2 separate regions of the Mus musculus genome follow, and region 2 is linked to region 1. A link is a contact called in public promoter capture Hi-C data. All regions are on one chromosome and are shown on one strand. The core of a region is the stretch at or near the end of the contact, and the rest is flanking DNA. Distances in the headings are between cores, read along the strand shown.

The links. Promoter capture Hi-C pulls out the DNA fragments that hold promoters and counts their contacts.
Region 2: a contact with region 1 is called in a promoter capture Hi-C map of pre-B cells, with 2.3 times the contacts expected there. The contact joins the promoter of Rhoh here to the promoter of Rbm47 in region 1. A contact is called at or near these places in 1 of 39 promoter capture datasets (pre-B cells) and 2 of 115 datasets of contacts at active chromatin or transcription factors (bone marrow-derived macrophages and memory CD8 T cells).

Annotation. Positions count from the first base shown.
Region 1 is chr5:66,150,672-66,153,371 of GRCm38.p6, reverse strand. Rbm47 (RNA binding motif protein 47) reads left to right here and starts at 1,418. Exons shown (of 8, transcript NM_001127382.2): 1 at 1,418-1,517; 2 at 1,671-1,833. It overlaps Gm26725 (a long non-coding RNA gene), which reads right to left and starts at 2,368. Exons shown (of 5, transcript XR_001785070.2): 1 at 1,899-2,368; 2 at 354-400.
Region 2 is chr5:65,862,198-65,864,897 of GRCm38.p6, reverse strand. Rhoh (ras homolog family member H) reads right to left here and starts at 1,314. Exons shown (of 3, transcript NM_001081105.2): 1 at 1,017-1,314.

The DNA of each region.
Region 1 (2,700 bases), core at 169-2,668:
CTCAGAAAGTCTCTTGGAAACTGGTTTCGAAGCCTTTTTTACAGCTGCGGAGTCTTGGTGGCTAACTAACTGTATCAACCCCTAGAACAGTTCGGAACTGGGAGTTTTCTACAGTCTGCGATTCTCAGTACATGTGTGCACCTATCGACAAAGTCTTGATTCTGAATTCAGAACATGGTTAAACTGGCCTGGCTTGACTTTTGCTGCCTAAAAGATAAAAGATCGAAGATCAAAAGGATGGAGAACTTCAGAATTCCTGGCTGGCTTCAGGAATTACTTTTACTAATGGTGGTAAGATCTGACTTTTCGATTAGACTGGAAAGGTCGGCACTCGGGAAAGTTGGCCTGCTTACCTAACCTCTGTACGGACAGTGTCTTCACCTCCAGACCTGAGGCAGACCTGAGGATCAGATTAAGGAAATGGGTGAAAGGGTTCCTGAGTAAGAAAGACCTCAATATAAAGAGATTAGGATTTCTTCATTTATATGTCAAGTTAAAAGGAACATAAATACCCCCTCTACCCTCCACTATTACTATGGATGATATCTATGAGTTTTCAAAGCCTCCACCACACCCCACACGCCCCACATTCACAGATCTTCAAACTGCATGGTTCACTGTTATCTAGCACTGACTTTTTGTTTTTGTTTTGTTTTGTTTTGTTTTTGTTTTTGTTTTTTTTTTTTTTTTGAGACAGGGTTTCTCTGTGTAGCCCTGGCTGTCCCGGAACTCACTCTGTAGACCAGGCTGGCCTCGAAATCAGAAATCTGCCTGCCTCTGCCTCCCAAGTGCTGGGATTGGGATTAAAGGCGTGCTCACCACCGCCCCGCTAGCACTGACTTTTAACCTATGGAGTAACTTGCAGGGTGGCAGGTCAGGTCTAGTGCCTAAATCTGAGTCAGAATTACGCGCGTGACACAGACGTTGGATTTGCACTTCATGGAAGGCAGGGCCAACTTCTCTCCACTTCCCTTGAAACTTGTACACGAGTCGAAAATCAGTTGCACACCCCTTCACAAAGACTTCGTCTTTCCTTCTCCTTGAAACTGTCCACAGTGAAAGCAAAACTCCCATCCTTAGAATCTTCCAGAAACTCAGAGCTGGAGGGTAATTAACTTGCTCACAGATAGTGAGGGCAGAGTTGGGTCTGGAGCCTCCTTCTAACATCCATTGCACGTTTTTCTACGGGGGGGGGGCGGATTATACATAATAATAGTATCACTAACAACAGTGGCTAACGCTATATGCCGATATTCTATCAGCTTCCATTTAACTAGATGGGGGGGGTAGTTTTGGGTCCTTCTTTTAATTAAAGTAGCCTACTGTGAAACAGTATTTTTTTTTTCAGTTGCATGACATTGCAACCCGAAATCACAACTTTAGGTTCCTTGTGGTGCCCGCTTCCTCTTCTAGTTTGTTTAGTCACAGAATTCGATTCCTGTTGGCTGTTTCCGCGCTGCAAACAGGCTTAGCGCTCCATTGAAATGCGGGAGGCTCCTTAATTCTTGTATAAACAGGTAACCCGAGGGGTGGGGCGGGGGCCGCGGCCCTAGGGTGGGTTTCCTGGGAGTGGGGATGGGGGTCAGACTTAGTTCCCCTGTGATCAGAGGCAAGGTTAAAGGAGGGCTTGGCTGAGGTTTCTCCTTGCACTGTTTTTGTTCCCTTTCTAGAAACCAGCTGTAACACTAGGTCAGAGCGCATTCAGAATGAGCCACTTTGAACGAGCAGCGGCGCCCAGGCCCCAGGCCCTGCTGTGAAGGCTCCGGCAAAGGTCAGAGCTCCGGCCCCCCGTGACGTGCCTGCCTGTGCTCTCCGAGCTATGCTCAGCCTCAGGTAAGAACAGCCCAGGAGGTCCTGGCTTCCTGCAGGCCCGCGGCGGGGCTCGTCTGCCGCCCTACCTGCTCCAGCGCCTTCCTGCCCCGCAAGGCCGGGGGCGGTGGCACTGCTCACCCCGGGAGTCAGGCGCAGGGTCCTTAGTCCTTGGTGCAGGCTCAGGGTGGCTTACTCTAAACAGCCATAGGCGGCCGGAAGCCACTCTTCTAGATGTCCCCAGGTGGGGCAGGTGCCACTTCTGGGGTCCCTTCTGAATGTCTGAAATGGATGTGACTTTTTGAGCGGCCAAAGTTCGTAAATCCTCCGCATCGGGGCCAGTCCGATATGATTTTTTTTTTTTTTTAAACCTTCAGCTAAGGTATCCGCGCTTCTAAAACAACAGGAATGTTGCACTGGCCTTCGGCCAGCGGAGGCTCAGCGAGCAGGATAAAATTTCAGTGCAGATTTACGGGAAGTTGCCGGTGTTGGGAGTAAAAATCTGGTTTGGTGAGTTTAAGGGAAGGGAGTATACGAGACAACCTTGCTACTGTGAGGCGAATGGCCTCGTCTGGGGGAGGGCAGGAGGCGGAGGGAGGGAACCGGGAAGAGCAGGGATTGCAGAGGCACCGATTGCAGCCGGACTCCGCCGCGCTCCGCGGGATCCGACCCTGTGCCGCTCCGCCCGGGCCACAGCCGCACCGCAGCCGGCTCGTACGACCCAGCCCAGCCGGCCGCCGAGCGCCCGGACCCGGAGAAGCCAGGCTCTGGGCCGGGAAGACGTTTCTTACCGCAGGTCACTCAGGCTAAGAAATTGTGACAAACTGGAATTCCCAGAACCCGGGAAGAGTTAAAGCCTAGAGCGATCTGATCTGTTGCTTTAAGCCGCAC
Region 2 (2,700 bases), core at 65-2,564, 290 kb after region 1:
ACAACAACCTTCCCCTTCTCCATCTGCTAAGCCCCCATCCTTCCTAAGGCTTCCTGCTAAGCCCCCATCCTTTATAAGCATCCTTCCTTCTGAGCACTCCAGCTCACTCCCAGAACCCTTCTCGAAACCCTACAGCTGTTAAAGCTTCTGTGACCCAGCTTCTTCTTCAACTGTTTCCTAACCTGTATCTTTCGCTGTAACTACTAGACTTGAAGGTCCACCGAAGGACGGGTTTCCTTATATTTCTCTTCTCTCATGCACAGCACCATCTTAGATCCGGTCGCTTGAACCCATCTGTCACAACTTTAATTTAGTGAAGCACCTAAAACCGGTGATTTTCCCCCAAGCTTTTGTTGCTGTGGATGTTACAGCCCAGCCAATCTATTGGCAGTGCACAGCATGAAACCTGCTGAGAAACTAAATTTAATCTAGAAATGTACAGAAAGGGGCCATTGGGATTGAGAATAGCTAGATAGGAATTCTGGGATATGGTTTTTATTTCGATTTTTTTTTTCTACATAGCTAGATAACTTTAAAGCTGCTCTCTGTGGATGCTGGAGGGCCCTTAGATTTCCTTCATCAAACACTGCTGCATGAAGTCTAAAGTCCCCACACAAGCAAGCTCTGACACAGCCCCAAGAACATATGGGAATACCTTAGAAACTAAGACTCAGTGGCACATGCCTGTAACTCCTGCACCTGGGAGGTGGAAGCAGAAGGGTCAGGAATTCAAGGCCATCTTTGACTTCACATCAGCCAGCCCAGGCTATCCAAGACCTCATCTCAAAACAAAAACAAAGCAAAATAGAAAGAAAACCAAAGTGTGTCTTGTTAAGACTCTAGAGTTGGGGTAGACGGCCGAACACACCCCCATCTCTGAGTTTAGTCTACACTTTGCAACAAATTAAAAAAGGTCATTACAATGTTCAGCCTAAAGAAGAAGAAAAAAATCTTAACAAAATCACAGAGATTCCTGAGACACCGAAAAAACATTTTTAAAGAGGCAAAAGTCTTACCTGGGGTAGAATGCCAAGTCTCATCACCAAAATGACTGACTCCGGAAGTCTAAGTAGCTCTCCACGCCATGTAAAAGCTAACGTAGCTCAAATCTATTACTGCTGAGAGTCCCTCCTGAGGTCTACCTCTCTCTCTCTCTCTCTTCCCCAAGGCTCCCAATGAGTCACTGTTGGAAAAGCTGCAACACCGGACTGGCAGAGTCCAGCCCAAGGTGGTGGGCCTCAGTGTCGGAGGTGACCGAGGCAGAGGAACACTCCGAAAGTGACAAAAGCGATTAGCAAGTTCCTGTGCCGAAGTGAGTTTCCTGTGGCTGGCTTCTCCACAAAGGGGTTTCGCCTGTGTGGGTTTAGGGGCCTGTGCGCATGTGCGTTTGTTTCCCTCCATGAGCCTGTGAAACCTACCCAAGCAAGAGGCCAAATAGGGCTTTTGCTGCACGGCTGGATTTCTGTTTGATTACCGTTTTATCCTTTCTGGATCGTTTCTCTCTCTCCATTCCCTCCTGTTGAGGGAAGGAAAGGGGGTGAAACTGGGATGATTCTTTCAGGAAATGAAACAAGAGAGGAAAATCGGTTTCACTGTCCTGGCTGGTCTCGGTTAACTTAAGCTTAAGTAAAAGCACTTAACTAAGAACTTAACTTCCGGGCTGAGAATGGAGCCTATGGGTAGCGTACTTGCCTGGCCCTGTGTTTGTGCCCCGTACTGAATAAAAGCCATAGTTCCTGGCACACACCTGTTATCCCAATGTTCAGAAGGATCAGAAGTTCCAGGTTTCCCAGGTATGATGGCACCTGCCTTTAATTCCAGCGCTCAAGAGGCAAAAAGCAGGTGGAGTTCTTTGAGTTCAAGGCCAGCCTGGTCTACATAGAGAATTCTAGAACATCCAGAGCTTCACAGAGAGTCTCTGTAAAAAAAAAAAAAAAAACTCAGCTGTACACGGAGTTCACCACCAGCCCAGCAGGAGACAGTCGGTGGGTTCTCTGGATCACTCTGCCTTATTAATAATGAGTTGTGCTGCCAGTATTAGTAACAATTTAAAAATGAAGGGCATAGCAAAAGTCAAGTAACCGCCACAGAGCAGCACCTGGGCCGGGAGGTACTAGACCCTGTGCTGTTTTCTGACCCCTCTGAGTTTCATTATTTGACTAAAAACACAACTGTACTTGTCCCTCCTCGCTGTGCCAGCCAGGTGTAGAGACCATCTGCCACAATGTAACCCCATGGTCAAACTGCCTAAACCAGCCATTTGACTCTCCTGAAGTATTAACACCCTCCCCCCTCCCCTCCCCCTCCCCTTCCCATGCCCCGCCACCCTAAGTCTTGAATCACTATAAATGCTACTGACCAGGATGGTAACTTGCTCAAAATATCGGAGTGCCAAGTAGGCAAACAGCAGAAAGACCTTAAGGCAGACATGAGATTGGATTAGCCAGGCCTTAGGTACTTTAAATGGGATTAAATGGCACGTCTCTAATCCCAGCACTCTGGAGGCAGAGGCAGGCAAATCTCTGAGTTCTGGTCTACAGAGTGAGTTCCAGGACAGTCAGGGCTACACAGAGAAACCCTGTCAGAGAGAGGGAGAGGGAGAGGGAGAGGGGGAGAGGGGGAGGGGGAGAGAGGGGAGGGGGAGAGGGGGAGAGGGGAGGGGAGAGGGGGAGAGGGGAGGGGAGAGGGGGAGGGAGAGGG